Regions from separate parts of the Sus scrofa genome. Here region 1 is linked to region 2. The links are chromatin contacts, called in public Hi-C maps. All regions are on one chromosome and are shown on one strand. Each heading gives the region's core, a stretch centred on a gene start, on an enhancer-like site or on the middle of the called end of the contact. The rest is flanking DNA. Distances are from core to core; before and after follow the strand shown. Region 1 overlaps RORA (nuclear receptor ROR-alpha). Region 2 overlaps RORA (nuclear receptor ROR-alpha).

Region 1 (7,274 bases), core at 431-2,930, 260 kb after region 2:
CTCGCTGGATGAACAGTGGCCTTCTAACCCGGGCCTTTGCAGGTGCCCCAAAGACATCAGTTATGTGATCTGGTCCCATAGGGGCTGATGGAAGGGGCCCCTTGGCGGATATTTCTCATCAGTGATCTAAGAGGCTTCAAATTCTGCATGATCCAAGCCCTGCCACTGTAAACAGTAGTCCAGATGCTAACTAAAGCTGCCATCTTTAAAGTGCTTCCTCTGTGCCAAGCGCGGGGAAGCAGATTCCCGAGTTTCACGTGCATGTGAGCCTCTCACCTGCCTCCAAGGTAGAGCATCCTGCCCATGACTGCAGAGATGCCCCTGGAGGCCAAGCCTGCCTCACCCCCAAGCCCATGTTTCTAATTTCCTTGCTACTCTGACCCAACAGCACTGCCCCATGGAAGTCTTCAAAAGATACATTGTTCCAGACTCAAACTGGGTACAAACTGGGGTTTGCAGGCTCCTTCAGAACTCTGGTGGAGCGGGACATAGGCAAATATGAACACCTATTTATAGAGCATCTGCTGTGTGGCAGTGACTATACGAAGGGCTAGACGCAGAGGGAAGAAAGAGATAATCCATGCCTTCAAGGAGTTCACAGGCCACTGAAGACCCGAGACAGAAATAAAATCATGACCCCATTTAAATGCCAGATTGGAGTGATGGGTGTATGTTGGGAGCACACAGGAGGAGCCCTAATCAGACTCAGGGGTTAGGCACAGCTTCCTGGGCGGGGCAAAGGCTTAGCTGAGCTTTGACGCAAAGGCAGGTATTTCCATCCAAGGATAGTGCTTGTGAAAATTCTCTAGAGGTTAGACAGGGAGAGAGACAAGTTTGGGGGTGGCAAGCAGTTCCCTGTTGCCTGTAGGGACTGTAGGAAATGAGGCAGCTATAGGAGGTCAATGGGGTTCAGACCTTGAAAAGCTCCCGTTTCCTTCTAAAGAAGTTGTTCTTTGTAACGAAGGCGATGGTAAGCCACTCGGGCAGATCGCCCCACATTTTTAAGGCACGTGGAATCACCAGCAACAATTAGATGTTCTCAGTATCTTCCTTCTCCCTTAATCTTTTCAGGGAATGGGGGGTGGGGGAAGATTTCTGGATGTAGCAAAAGACCCTTCTCTGGTATGATTTGGATTTCTGCGTGGACACTTTGCCTCTCATGGGCTGTGCAGAGATATATGAAAGGCATCCGCCAGCAGACTCCTTCAATGGATTCGTGCACTTTGCTTGTTATAAATTGATTCCAGGACTTCATTATGATGTTGTTGAGATGAATGGGGCAGTAGTGTTTTGGCTTGCGCTGCCAGGAGGAGGAAAAACAAGTTTCTGTGGTGCCGCAGTTCAATCATGCTGCTTACAGAAGTAAGGCCATGAAAGGATGGAGGAGCGTGTCTTTGATACTAGAAACCCTGTAGCCCTGTTGGTGCTACAGGCGCATGCTTCAATTAAAGGTTGCAGCCAGCTTTCAAGTATTGACTAGCGAGCAAAAAGCTCAGCCCACACTCGTGCACCTACTCAAGCTTGTTAAAATAAAAATCCACTCTCGGCGAGGCTCGTGTCACAGCCAGTGTAATTATGACATGGGAGATTGTTTTTGAATTTGAGAAGCTGTAGCACACATTTATTTAAAGATACGCTTAGTAATTTAATATGTGTTCGTCAGGACTTAGGCCCAAACTGTGAAGAAGTAAATAGCATTGCCAGCTGCCTCGCGGGTTGTTTCCCCCTCCTGTGTTCAAGATCAAGACTTGGCACTTGGCAGATTTATCCAGAAGAAAAGTGATCTGACGCCCTTACCATGGGATAGATCCTTACCTCTCTCACCATCAATGAGGACAATAATGGCATCCCCTTGGTGGGCTGTTTTGAGGACTAAATGAGATCATATGTGTAAGGTGCTGGGCCTGTCACTGAGTGCTTCATGATGTAGTTTTATTATTGGTATTATCTATAGATTTAAAAAAAAAAAAGGCAGTGGGAGGAAGTATGCCATAAATGCCACTCTTTTGGTCTGGCTATACATGACAAAGGCAGGGCAGTCCAGCTGTCTGGAGTAGCCATGGCTTATCACGCCCTGTGATTTGGACTCCTGCATTTCTAGTGGTTGGATATGCTCAAAATAGCCAAGAGTTTGGGAAGGCTCCAGTAGACTATGGCAATATGAGGTATCACGCTCCTTTTGTGACTCAGGTGCTGGGCCAGGTGGGGGGTTCCCCTGGCCATGCAAATTTCCAAGTCATTCTCCCCTCCTTGCCCTAGAAGAGGCCTGTGAAGTACAGGGCCACCTCTTCTCCAACCAGTGAGTCGCCATTATATCCAGTTTCTACTGAGCTGCTTTCTGCATTGAAGGCTATTCAGCCTTGCTGTGTCATTTTACGGTTGTTGAGGAACAGAGGAGGGCACATCTAGCATCTTTTCTGCAGACCTATGAAACCTCCTGCATGGAACTTAGAGGTGAGGCTTCCCTGCACACCTGGCATTTATGAGTCCTGGCATTTATGACCTCTGGTATGTTCAAGTTGGGGCATTTATTCTATTTACATCATGCACCCTCACACTCTGCGCATTGGCGTGGATTATGACATTTTAACCAGAAAAATGACGAGGTCAGTTTATGAGTTGGCACAGTGTTCTGATGAGTGAATGTTGAAAACTCAGCTGGGAGCAGAATTTGGATGGTGAAAGGTGTCATAGCTGTAAACCAGAGTCCCTTAGCTAGTTGGTCATTTTATAGACTATTCGACACATAGAAACTTTAGAAGTCATCTGGTCCAATCTGTTTACTTTGCATAGGAGGTAGTTGGGAGATGAAATACCCTGCCCAGGTTAAGCTAGTGGCAGGGTAAGGACTAGAATCAATCTCCTTACTTCTAGGGTTTTGTTGTTGTTGTTGTTTGCTTGTTTTTTTCACTTTTCATGCTTCATCTTCAAGTACTGCAGAGAGTTTACATGGAATGTTATTATATCAGAGAGTGCTGTAAGTGATGTGTTAGATCTATTTAACTCTTTGGTAATGAAGCCATACATTTTTATCCAAAAGACTGACTGCGTAATTATTTATATTTTCCTAGAAAAGGGACAAAAATTAATTCCAGCTAAGAGTAACAGCACAGAGAAGACCCAGGCTTGAAAACACAGAAAAACACAGGAAACCAATTCACATGTACCCTCCCAATGAATTCAGACTGTCAGAGAAGCCAGCAAAACAGCGTCCCTTCCTGCTGAGTATTGTGAAAATCTATCCTTGTTGTTTGCTGTGGTCTCTCTGTGAGAGAGACATCGAAATTCCTCCCCAAGGGGAAAAAAAAATAAGAGGAACAGTAAATAACAACCCTCAGATAATGCAGATGGGTAAACATTTCCAGAATTGATTATATAAAGTACTGTTGACAAGCCACAAGCAGGCAAGATGAGGAGAGTATAGAAAAGAGGACTTTTATCTGTCACTCAACCCAGGACAGATGAGGCAGGAAAGAAACAGTCAAAGACGTGATTACCATGGTAATGGGCTGGATGGTGTGTGGAGGATCACAGGAGGGTCCTGAGGGTTATCTCATCTGGGCCACTCTCCTTACTCCAGAGGAAACAGAAACTCAGAAAGGTTAAGTGGCTGGCCCTGCGTCAGCCACTTCCCAGCAAAGCCAATTTTGGAATCTCGGTCTCCTGTCTGTCAGTCCAGTGCTCCAGCTACTGTAGCATGACCTTCTAATTGAATCTATGACAGGACCAGCGTCAAGGGTACGAGATGAGGCTCATAGAAATTTCTCTAAATAGATAGATGTTTTAAAATCATTAAAAACCGTCCGTGGTTTTCACCATCTCCAAAGGGCAAAAGCTTATTAAGTCAATACTGTATAAAATCATAACGAGTCATCATATCCAGCAAGGAAGGAACTTTGTGTAAATGTTTCGTTATTCAACAAATGGTTATCGAGTGCCTGTGCTGCATTCGTGTGACCTGTGGTCCATGCTCAGTTATCCTCTCTCTTTTCTCAGAGTCTGATATGCAAGGGTTGTGCTGGATCTGTTCCCTTCACCTCCCTTCGTCTTAAGGATGTCACTTTTACATCATCTTACTTTTCCCTAGTTTTTCCTGTCCTTTTAATCTGGTCTCTAAATGTCAGTCTCTGTTCTCTTCTCCTTTTCTAGCCAGTGTGGGTTTCTCCTGTTTATCTTACTCTCCATTCGCTGACGTATTTGCATCTCTTTAGCTGCAGTTAATATCTGCTAAATCAAACCTTGTCGGCTTGAATAGTTTCCATTGATTTGTGAATAAAAGGATGTTTCAGCTGCCCAGCCTTGCTCTCTGTCCCTCTTTGTCACCAGGAGGTTTAACTTACTCAAAACCCTCCTTGTCCTTGTCCCTCTCTTACCCCTGCATTGTTCATCCTCCCCCTGTTCAAGCCGGCTCATCCTTTCGGACTGTCCTTACGATAAGCATGATCTCTGTTTGCAGAGGTGACTGCTATTTCATTTACTCATTGTTTACCGAATGAGAAGACCAATTGTCATTTATCTTTGCTGTTGTCCTGTTTTTACTTTTACCCATTACCCCTCCACCACATGATCATGAAGACCAGAATAATCCCTGTTGTCATGAGTCAAGCCATATTAAGCATCTATTCCCTATTTGCTAAACATTGGAAGAAGACTTGAATTTAGTTTTAAAAAATGGAGCCTTTGGTTGCCTTTAAGAAGGGATGCAAGAGGAACAAGCCACGTTCACTGAATAGTTTAATTCAACCAATTTTTTCTATATAGCTCCTCTCCCCAGAGAGAAATGATTAGATTCTAGATGCCAGAAGAAAGAAGTGTGAAAAGCACTAACCACAAAAGTAGGACTTTGTAAAGTATCATCAACCTACCTATTTTACACTCCAGGAAATACCATAGCAAAAATACCTTGATATTTTTTTATCTTAGTTCAAAACCATTCCAACCTGAAATCCATATGAAAAATATCGCAGCTCTTCTGTCAACTTTTACCTACCTCTTGGCTTTGTCATTCAACAGTTGCCCTCTCTTCCCCTACAAAAGAAGCGAATCTGTTTTTACTCACATGAGGAAGGCACGCAAAACATCCTAATGGGTTGCTAATAGAAAAATAATGCTTCGATTCAAGATAAACTTAAATGACAGGAAAAATGAAGGAGGCAGTCAGATAAGTGAGCTCTGAGTCAAAGGCCTTCGAGTTGGAGGATAGGGAGACCCTGGAAGTGGGCTGATGTGTCCTGAGAGCTGTACCTGGCCACTCCCACCCAAAAACCCTGTTCTCTGCAGGGACACCCAGAATGGACATGCCCCCTCCTGTCTCATCTGTCTTCAGAGGTATATTCTGACACCACACTTGGCCAGGATGTGTGAACGGGGAGGTTTGGGTCTTGAGAGTAAATCATGCAAGTTCCTGGCTTCTTTCCCTGAACTACATCAATAATGGAGAGCAGAGGAAGAGGAGTCTTCACTGCTCCGCTGCCTCTTGGAGGGGTTTGAAGGTTCTCGCAGGTTAGGAGAGGCCTTTGGGGCCTATTTTGGCATCACTACCTGAGGCTGCCTGGCCACTCTGCCTCCCTGCGGGTGGGACAAGTTTGGGCAGAATGGAAGGATGCTCAGGGCAGCAGTAACAGCAGGAGCCAGGAGTTCCCATTGTGCCTCAGTGCGTTACAAACCTAATATCCATGAGGATTTGGGTTCGATCCCTGGCCTCGCTCGGTGGGTTAAGGATCCCGCATTGCTGTGACTGTGGCAGATCCCAGCAGCTGCAGCTCCGATTAGACCCCTGGCCTGGGAACTTCCATTTGCTGCAGGTGCAGCCCTGGGGGAAAAAAAAAAAAGTAACGGAACAGATACAAGGCATCAGACTGTCCATTTTCCAGCAGAACATGACTCTTCTACCCAGAGATTATTTTCCTGGAAACTCTCTTCCCCACAGAGCAGCAGTTCTCAACTGGAAGTGAATTTGATCCCCTAGGGGACATGTGTCAATGTCTGGAGACACGTTTGATTATCACAACTGGAAAGCGCCACCAGCATCCAGTGGGTAGAGGCCAGGGATGCTGCTAAACATTCTACAATGTCCAGGGCAGCTTCCCAAGGTAAATAATTATCCAGCCCTAAATGTCAATAGTGCTGAGGTTGAGAAATCCTGCCAGCGAGCACGTTCTTCACCTCATGTTCACTGTGGGCCCCTCACACGTGACTTCCACATTTTCAACCCAAATACCTTTTACTTAAAGGTACTTATCTTCACTTTTTAATAAAGATATAAATGGAACACCTCACCGGCATGAGAGGCAGAAAAATGGAGTAAAGTAAACTAGCAAAAGAAGCCAGAGATCATCAGTATAAATTAACTTGTGGATGTTAATCTATGTTGCTTGCAAAGTTAGAAAGATGCTTACTGTTGAAAGAGGGCATCTTTTTAAAAGAGAAGGCACAAACCCAAATGTTTAGTGCCCCTAGGCAGGTGATATGAACGAGGCGGATAGAAGAAGCACCTGGGCCACTGGACAGCACATGTGCCATCTGGAGTGAGCCACCTCCCTTGGCTCTGACCAACTGTCACCATTTAGAATAACTGGTCCACCATTGCCAGGTCTTTTGATTTTTTTTTTTTTTCAAAATAATCTGGAATTCTGAGCTTTTATTGAAATTCCCTGGTTAATAACTGTTAGAAATGAAAATTTAAAACTCACAAGCTTTGCAGATGCAAACTATTCTATATAGAATGAATAAATCACAGGGTCCTACTGCAATAGCACAGGGAACTATATTCACTATAGCTATATGTGATAAACCATAATGAGAAAGAATATGAAAAAGAATCTACATATTGAGAGTTCCCATTGTGGCTCAGTGGTAACAAACCCGACTAGTATCCATGGGGACACAGGTTTGCTCCCTGGCCTCGCTCAGTGGGTTAAGGAACCAGCGTTGCCATGAGCTGTGGTATGGGTCACAGATGCAGCTCAGATCTGACATTGCTGTGGCTGTGGTGTAGGCCTAGCTAGGGAACTTCCTTGTGCCATGGAAACAGCCCTAAAAGGACAAAAAGACCCAACAAAACATATCAGTATAACTGAATCACTTTTTGCACAGCAGAAATTAACAGAGCATTGTAAATCAACTATACTACAATAAGAAAAGAAACAAGCTTTGAGCAGGGTAAAGAGCAGATGGGATAAAATCTCTTCTAATACGTGGATCCAAATGGGCTTCTCCCACCTCCCACTCTAAAATTCTCAGTGATTTAGAAAACAAGTCCAAGTTGATCAGCA
Region 2 (7,127 bases), core at 4,591-7,090:
TCACTGACGAGGGTCTCTGCCTCCCTCCCCATTGTCCTCCTCTTGGACTCTCTTTCCTTCTGGGAGCCTCTTGATGCCCTCTGGGCCCATACCCAGGTCTTCCTTGCCCAGAACTGCTCACCAAATCACAGGACCACCTACCTGCCTCTCCCACCCCCCACCCTGTCCGGCCCCAGGCTGAGGTCTGGAGTCAAGGCTGAGAGGGCAGGGAAGTGAATGTCCCCCCCAGCCATGCTCCTGCTTCTCACACTTGCCATTGCTCCTCCCTGACTATCAGCTGTGTTCTCAGCTCCTTTCCTTTCTCCTTCATACCTTCTTCTGGAAGCTTCTTCAGCCCCTTCCTTTCCCCACCATTCCCATTCCTGAGAGAGCCTTTGTTTCACCCACATGACCCCCTGCAATGAAATGCCCCACAGACCTGGTACTAGATTGTCATGTGCATACAACTTTCTTACATCATCCACTTCTCCCTGTGTGCCTCATACACACCATGCACGGTCCCATGGGTTACAACGAACCCCCTCAGACGAGAGGTTGTGTCTAGCTACTTCTGAAATGGTGGCTACAATCCTGCTATTGTGGTACTGACAGCTATAAAGGGGACTTTAAGAACCCTAGCAATAATAAGGAAGAGTCAGTAAACCCTGGGGTCCTGGGGTGTAGACAAGCACAGATGACATTGGCCCATTCTTGTGGACCAAGAAACACAGCTCTTTCCCCCACCTGGATTCCTGGACCCCTTTCCCCACCCATGGCAGCTCTGCATCTCCCCCATCACTGCAGCAGGAAGATGGAGTGTTGGCCCCCAGGCTGGTTCCTGAACACTCTTCCCTGTGGAAGCCTTGCCGTGAAGGGTGGTTTGGGGATATTCATGATTGTACTTCAAGTCCATGGTGGTGAAAACATACTTTTTCGACTCTCCTCTGGGAACACAACCACCGTTCACAATTTTGCATTTCTGGGAAAAAGCTTCCAAATAACAAGTGAACAAATGAGTTCATTTGGGATTTTCTACATACCAGACATTCCCTCACCAGCCCCAGACCCTTCAAAACTCGCATCCTCCCAAAGCCCCATTTCTACAGCGTAACTCATCTTTTCAAGTCATTTATGTCAAGGTATTATTGGGTTAATATGTTACTTTCTTAAAGCATTTGAGCAGAGACTTCTGGTAGACTAATGCCTTGCCTCTTAAAAAAAAGAAAAGAAAAGAAAAAGGAAAAAGCTCTCTTCTTTCTAGTAGTTCTCGCCATAGCTGAAATGGAGGGGGTCTCAAATAGACAGTAAGGCAAGTCAGTAATAGAAGCATTTGGGAAGAGGGAGTTGGGGACATTCTGAAATCTTATACTTTGAGTCTAGTGTCCAGTATATGTAAGCTCATTATTAATACTGTTTTCCGGTTAGGCTTCATGTTCCACTTTTACAAGATTCTTGATATTGGATCTGTTATCACGGGTAGGGAGGGGCAGGGGCTTGGTCTACCCAATTAGATGCCTCTGATTCTGAAATGTAACTGAAGGTGGTGAAGTTTCTGAACTGAGGTTGCACACCTTTTCCCTTCAGTGATGGGTTAAGGCTTGAGAACCAAAGCTAAATAATAAATAATCTTAAGTTTGAAATTTGATGGGAAGGAAAAAAGAGTATGTCTTTAAAAAAAGAGAGCAGGTAGAATAATGTCCCCAGGCCAGGAAAGTACCAGTCATTTTCAGATAAATTATACCCTCCTCCTCCTCCACGGGAAAAAAAAAAAAATCATACTCAGACTTAACTGTCCCTTTGGCACTTTTGTCAAATGAGTTTTAGTAGCAGGAGCTGCTAAAAATATAAGCCAATTTCTTTCTTCATTTAAATCAAGTGCTTAAAAAAAGTGTAGCGCCTAGAACTGGTGCAGGGCTCAGCATAGCAGCAGCTGGTCTGCCTGAGTCCCTGAATAGTTCTCAGTGACAGCCCAGTGCCCTCTCAGAGCTAAGGGAAGGTAGCCGCGAGGCTGGCAATTGCCCCTCGAGAGTGGGGAATGGTTTTAGCACCTGGGACCCAAGCTGAAAAGGTGCCCTTGGGTATGTACTGACCAGGTTAGATGTGGGAGGACCTCGAAAGAGTAATTTCTGGTTTGGACATTCGTTATACCTTCCTTCCTTCCTGCCTGCCTCTCTTCCTCTCTCCATCCTTCCTTCCCTCTGTCCCTTCCTCTTTCCTTCCTTCTTTCCTTCCCTCCCTCCCTTTCTCCCTCCTCCCTCCTTCCTTCGTTCCTTCCTTCCTTTTTCCCTTCTTTCCTTTCATCCTTCCTTATTGTCTTCCTTTGGAGAAAAAAAAAACAAAACAAAATCAAAACCATTTGAAAATATCAAGCATGCGCCATTACTTGTACAGACAGGACTTGGAGCTGTGAATGAGACCTAGTCCCCACTCTCAGGGAGAATGGGATCCACGCCCTCCCCATTCAGTGTCCACTCCATAGGGCTTTTCTCTTAATCATGTTTGGGACCAATTGACCCTGCCTGTAAGGTGAGAATCTGTAAAGGCTTAAGTTGCTTTCAGAGTGACTTGCCTTTAAAGGGAAGAGTCCTAAGAATGAAAAACCTTTTGAAGACCAAAGTAATATATTTATCATGGCCAGGCACTGTGATAGGGTGAGGGGGAGATGTTTCTCCAGCGTGACACTCCTCATGTTATCAGATGTGGCTGCTCTTCTACCCAAGAATCGTATACGTTAGATCTAAATTATGCATATCGAAGCTCATCTTAGATTCAAATTTCGGAAGTGCAAGGGTCTTAGACATTACCAAATCCAATTCCCCTGTTTTTATAGGTGAGCAAATTCCAGAAGAGTCAGACTTGGGGTTCAGTCTGCCATGCCCTATGTGGGGTGTGCAGGGAGGCAGTAGCACCCCACCTGGAGGATGGAAATGTAAGATGGGGAAGCAGGCCTACTCGGGACTGACTGTGGGTGATGCTGTGACTTCACTGGCCTTGGGACTTATAAATGAGGCCCCCTTGAATCAAACCCCTCATTGAGCTCCAGTGATTCGAACAAACCTCCTGAATGAGGCTCTGAGATAGCTTTGCCATAGTTCAAAGTCTCATCTCTTAATGAATGGTGAACATAGTTATTAATGTCATAGTGACTTCCGCAGAAAAGCTACATCATTTTTTACTACTCTTCTCCAACCTGATTTTCCCATACAATAATTGCATTAACGCCTCTGTGTGTATGGTTAGTGCAGATTTAGAAGTGCCTAAGTATGTGCTTGAAGCAGTGATGGATTGTGGAAAACCATTCCCACTACACTTTCTTCCACTGCTACTTAGTGACAGTGGCACAGGAATCTGAAAGCTACCAAGATGTCCCTGTTACCATGGCTCAGGAAGGAAGTCAGCTGACTCCAGTTAGGATTAACTCTTTAACCATTTGTTTTCTACAGTGTGCTCCAGTCCCCTGAGCTAATCCTCAGGTACCAGCACTGAATGACGCCACAAGTTCTGGGCTGCACTGTCCTACCTTAACCTCTTTGGACCCTCTTTGTTTGTGATGTTTTATATTCCATCAGTGAGGGCACCTCTGTGATCTTTCCCGTAAGTGACAGGTTATTTTGTCCTTGACCAGCTGCTATCTTGTCCTGTAGCTGAATTGCAGTTCATTTTGGTTGGTCTTTTGGCTCAGGCAATAGATCTAAACCACAGATTGCATGAATTGGAGAACTGGGTTGGGTTTCTGAATTGTGATTCCGAATACTCCCGTTGCTTTTCTTATGTGTCAGGTACTCTTCTGAAATCTTATGTAAATTACCTCCCTTCATTTTCACAGTAACAACCATACAAGCAAGGTCCTGTTATTAGGTCCATTTTGCAAATGGGGAAACTGAGGCAAAGAGAGGTTATGTCATTTTTCCAGGGTATCAATTTTTCCAGCTATGAGGTGGCAGAGCTGAGATCTGAATCCAGCCAGTCTGCTTTAATCACTACCACATAGGGCCACTAGCCCACTAAGTTTTGAAACATGGCCTTTATTATTGAATGTAACACCCCAGTAGCTGGCACTTTAGGATCCCTTTTACAAGGGAAGATGTCTATGAAAAGAGCCAGTTGGCCTCTTTCAGCAAAACGGTCTTTAAGGCTCACAGAGACAATTGTTTCTCCTCATTTGAACCCTCACATCCCATCCAAGAACAAAGTTTATCTTGACTTCTTAGATGAGGCCTGTTCTCCATGCAACACTCGGAAGAAATGTTGACTAAGTTAACTTCCAAGCGCCTGGCTGAGTCAAGAATGTTTCCATGACCCAGACCTTTTCCTTTTCCACAAAAGCTCGCCTGAGGATGCCAACTCATCCTGTGCCCTCTCTCTGTGGATCTTTTCCTTGGCTCTTCCCTGAACCTGAATCAGGACAGCTGATCTGACCAGAGCTCATGCATGTCAGCATTCAATATACCTGCATAGTTGAAATCATACTTCCCTATTTACTAACTGACCTTATCTGCTTTATAATTCCGTATCAATAAGCTCTGTTTTCACATCAATTTAAAGGCCAGGAACGCCATCTTAAATGTCATTATTTTTCACGAAATGCTTATTAATAGGCTGGCTGCCCCAAAGCTACATTAATAAATAGTTAGGGACCTGACCTAAAGCCGCAGTCTTATCTTAAGCACAGGCAGTCTTTGGGCCAAAGTTATTACATTGATTTTTTTTCTTGTCAATATTGATTCTTCACTTCTTTTTTGTCTTTTCCTTTTCCTGATAGTTGTCTAAAATTTCCTAGTTGCCTCCTACCTAGAGTTGAACTTACTTGCTTGTTTCTGAAAGAGATAAAGCATGTGTTATAAATGCCTGCATTCTACTCAATACGGCTACAGCAATGAAAATTTTGATAATACATCTCTCTTGCCTCTACATACCTAGCATTCATTCATTCGTTGAATCTAAATTTGTTAAGCCCTCCCCCTCACTCCCACTGAGCCCACCATATGTCAGGCATTCTGAGTAAGACAGCAACCATGGTCAGAACCTCCATTCATGAAGCATGCCTTCTGGAGGCGGGGATAGTCAAGGACATTAAATCATTAAAGAAATAATTGCTGACTGTTAGGAAAACTAACAGCAGAGTACTAGGAGAGAAAATGATCGAAGGCACCTAATGTGGAATCTGGCTTTCTAGCAAGTCCCCAAGTTATGCTGCTGGTTTGAGGACCACCCTCTGAGAACCCCTACTCTAGTATATTATGAGTGGAGGACATTTCGCTTGCCTTAGGGATTATCTCAGCACACATTAGAAGCACTCGGAAACCTTTAAAAAATGATGATGCCTGGCCCTTAAAAAACAGTAAGAGAAGAATTCCCTTGGGAGTCTCTGTCTGAACCTGACTAGTATTCATGAGGATGTGAGTTCTATCCCTGGCCTCACTCAGTGAGTTAAGGATCTGATGTTGTCATGAGCCACAGATGCAGATCAGACCCCGTGTTGCTGTGGGTGTGCTGTAGGCCGGCAGCTATAGCTCTGATTCAACTCCTAGCCCAGGAACCTCCATATACCATGGGTGCAGCCATAAAAAGGACAGGAAAAAAAAAATAAGAGAGTCTGTTATCATTCTGGGCTGGGAGACTGGGCATCTGCATTTTCAAAGGCACCTCACGCACGTCAGGGATAAAGAAGTACTGATGCTAGATGGCACCAGGAAGGGAGAGTGTTGCTTGCCGAGCGCTGGCTACAGTATATATCCTTGGATAGTTTGCAACTCAAATGCTGACTCACTCACTCATCCGTCAGCCTAGTGGTGGGGAGTTCTGCCTTCTTTCAGTGTGGGTCTCACAAGTCCCCAGTTGCAATATGATTCTGTCATTTGACCCACCCGTCATATGAAAGAACTGGATCTTGACGGCCTTGCCTGCTGTGAATTTGAGCTCCAGCATGGAGTGTTTCTAGTAAACTTGAGTCATGGACGGTTGGACTCTCTCACCCCGAGCCAAGGAGCCTGGGACAAGTGGGAGGTGGGGAATGGGCTGACTCGTGGTTCTGTGGTGGTGCAGCTGGAGTCAGGAGACCCAGGTTTACTTCCAGCTCTGCTCCAATGAGGTGGAGACTTTGGCAAGTCATCTGCCTCCTTGGGCTACAGCATCTTTGATTGCAGAATGAGGGCAATTGAACTAGGAGATCACCATCCTTTTTTTAAATGATCAAATTCGAGCCATTCTCATTGGGAAGGGAACACAAAACTGAAGTTCCATTTCCTCCTTGATAAAATTCAAGTTGGACTTGTTGACTTGTAAGTCTGTTGTCAGCCCCAAGCCTTGTGATTCTATCCATAATGACATTGAAAGGCACTGTTGTGAGAATGTAAGACATCTTACTTAGTCCTCACAATGAAACAATGAGATGGATTCTGGTATTATCATCCATTCTATAGATGAAGAAACTGAGGAACCAGGAGGCTAAGTAACTTTCCCAGGCTCGCACAGATAATAGGTGGAAGGGTTGTATTCTGACCCAGTTCTGCAGCCTGGGGGCCCCTAACTGCCAGACTGTTTTACTCAGACACCTTGTTTCACTGCTCTGACCCTCGGTTTCTCTAGCAATAAAATCAAGATTTGGACTGAATGGTCTCGCAATGCCTTTTGGCTCCAACATGCAATGCTTCTGTGGCTGCTTCCTCTTTCTCATTTGTTCCTATTTCCTTTATTTATTGAGCAAACTTTGAATGAGCTCTTACTATGGAATTCAGGAGTCAGACTGCTTGGATTCCATTCCTAACCTAATCCATCCAACCCCTTACTCGCTGTGTGACTTTAGACTTTGTGACCTAAACTCTTTGGCCTCATTTATTTGCATGGGATTAATGCAAGTGTGGCTCCTGGAGAGTTGTTATGAGGATGAGGTGGCACATGGCCTGAAAGCAGCTAGCACAGGGTCTGCCCAATAACAGGGACTCAGTGAGTGTTTCTATCAGCATCATGAGGACCCCACACTAGCTGCTAGGGATGCAAAGATGAATAAGACACAGTCCTGGGCAATGTAGAGCTCATAGCCTAGGCTTGGAGGAAAGATGAATACAAATGATTGGAGTATGACAGGAAATAATAAGCATGTCCCCAAGCCTCTGGGAAAGGCAAGTGGAGGGAGGGGTTATTTCAGG

The links. Hi-C and Micro-C count contacts between places; a contact is called where the count stands out from the background.
Region 1: a contact with region 2 is called in a Hi-C map of skeletal muscle, with 4 times the contacts expected there. The contact joins two enhancer-like sites. A contact is called at or near these places in 4 of 47 Hi-C or Micro-C datasets (embryonic fibroblasts, heart right ventricle, psoas muscle and 1 more) and 1 of 2 datasets of contacts at active chromatin or transcription factors (skeletal muscle).

The regions. Positions count from the first base shown.
Region 1 is chr1:111,394,166-111,401,439 of Sscrofa11.1, forward strand. The region is part of intron 2 of RORA (nuclear receptor ROR-alpha); the gene reads left to right. Among named protein-coding and RNA genes, the nearest start is that of ICE2, 92 kb to the right of the region's middle. Within about 2 kb of position 1,681, at least 3 of the 83 cell types and tissues checked have an H3K27ac peak or open chromatin away from gene starts, as enhancers often do. A contact at or near this core is called in skeletal muscle, where this site is marked.
Region 2 is chr1:111,132,586-111,139,712 of Sscrofa11.1, forward strand. All of the region lies in intron 1 of RORA (nuclear receptor ROR-alpha), which reads left to right. Among named protein-coding and RNA genes, the nearest start is that of ICE2, 350 kb to the right of the region's middle. Within about 2 kb of position 5,841, at least 2 of the 83 cell types and tissues checked have an H3K27ac peak or open chromatin away from gene starts, as enhancers often do. A contact at or near this core is called in skeletal muscle, where this site is marked.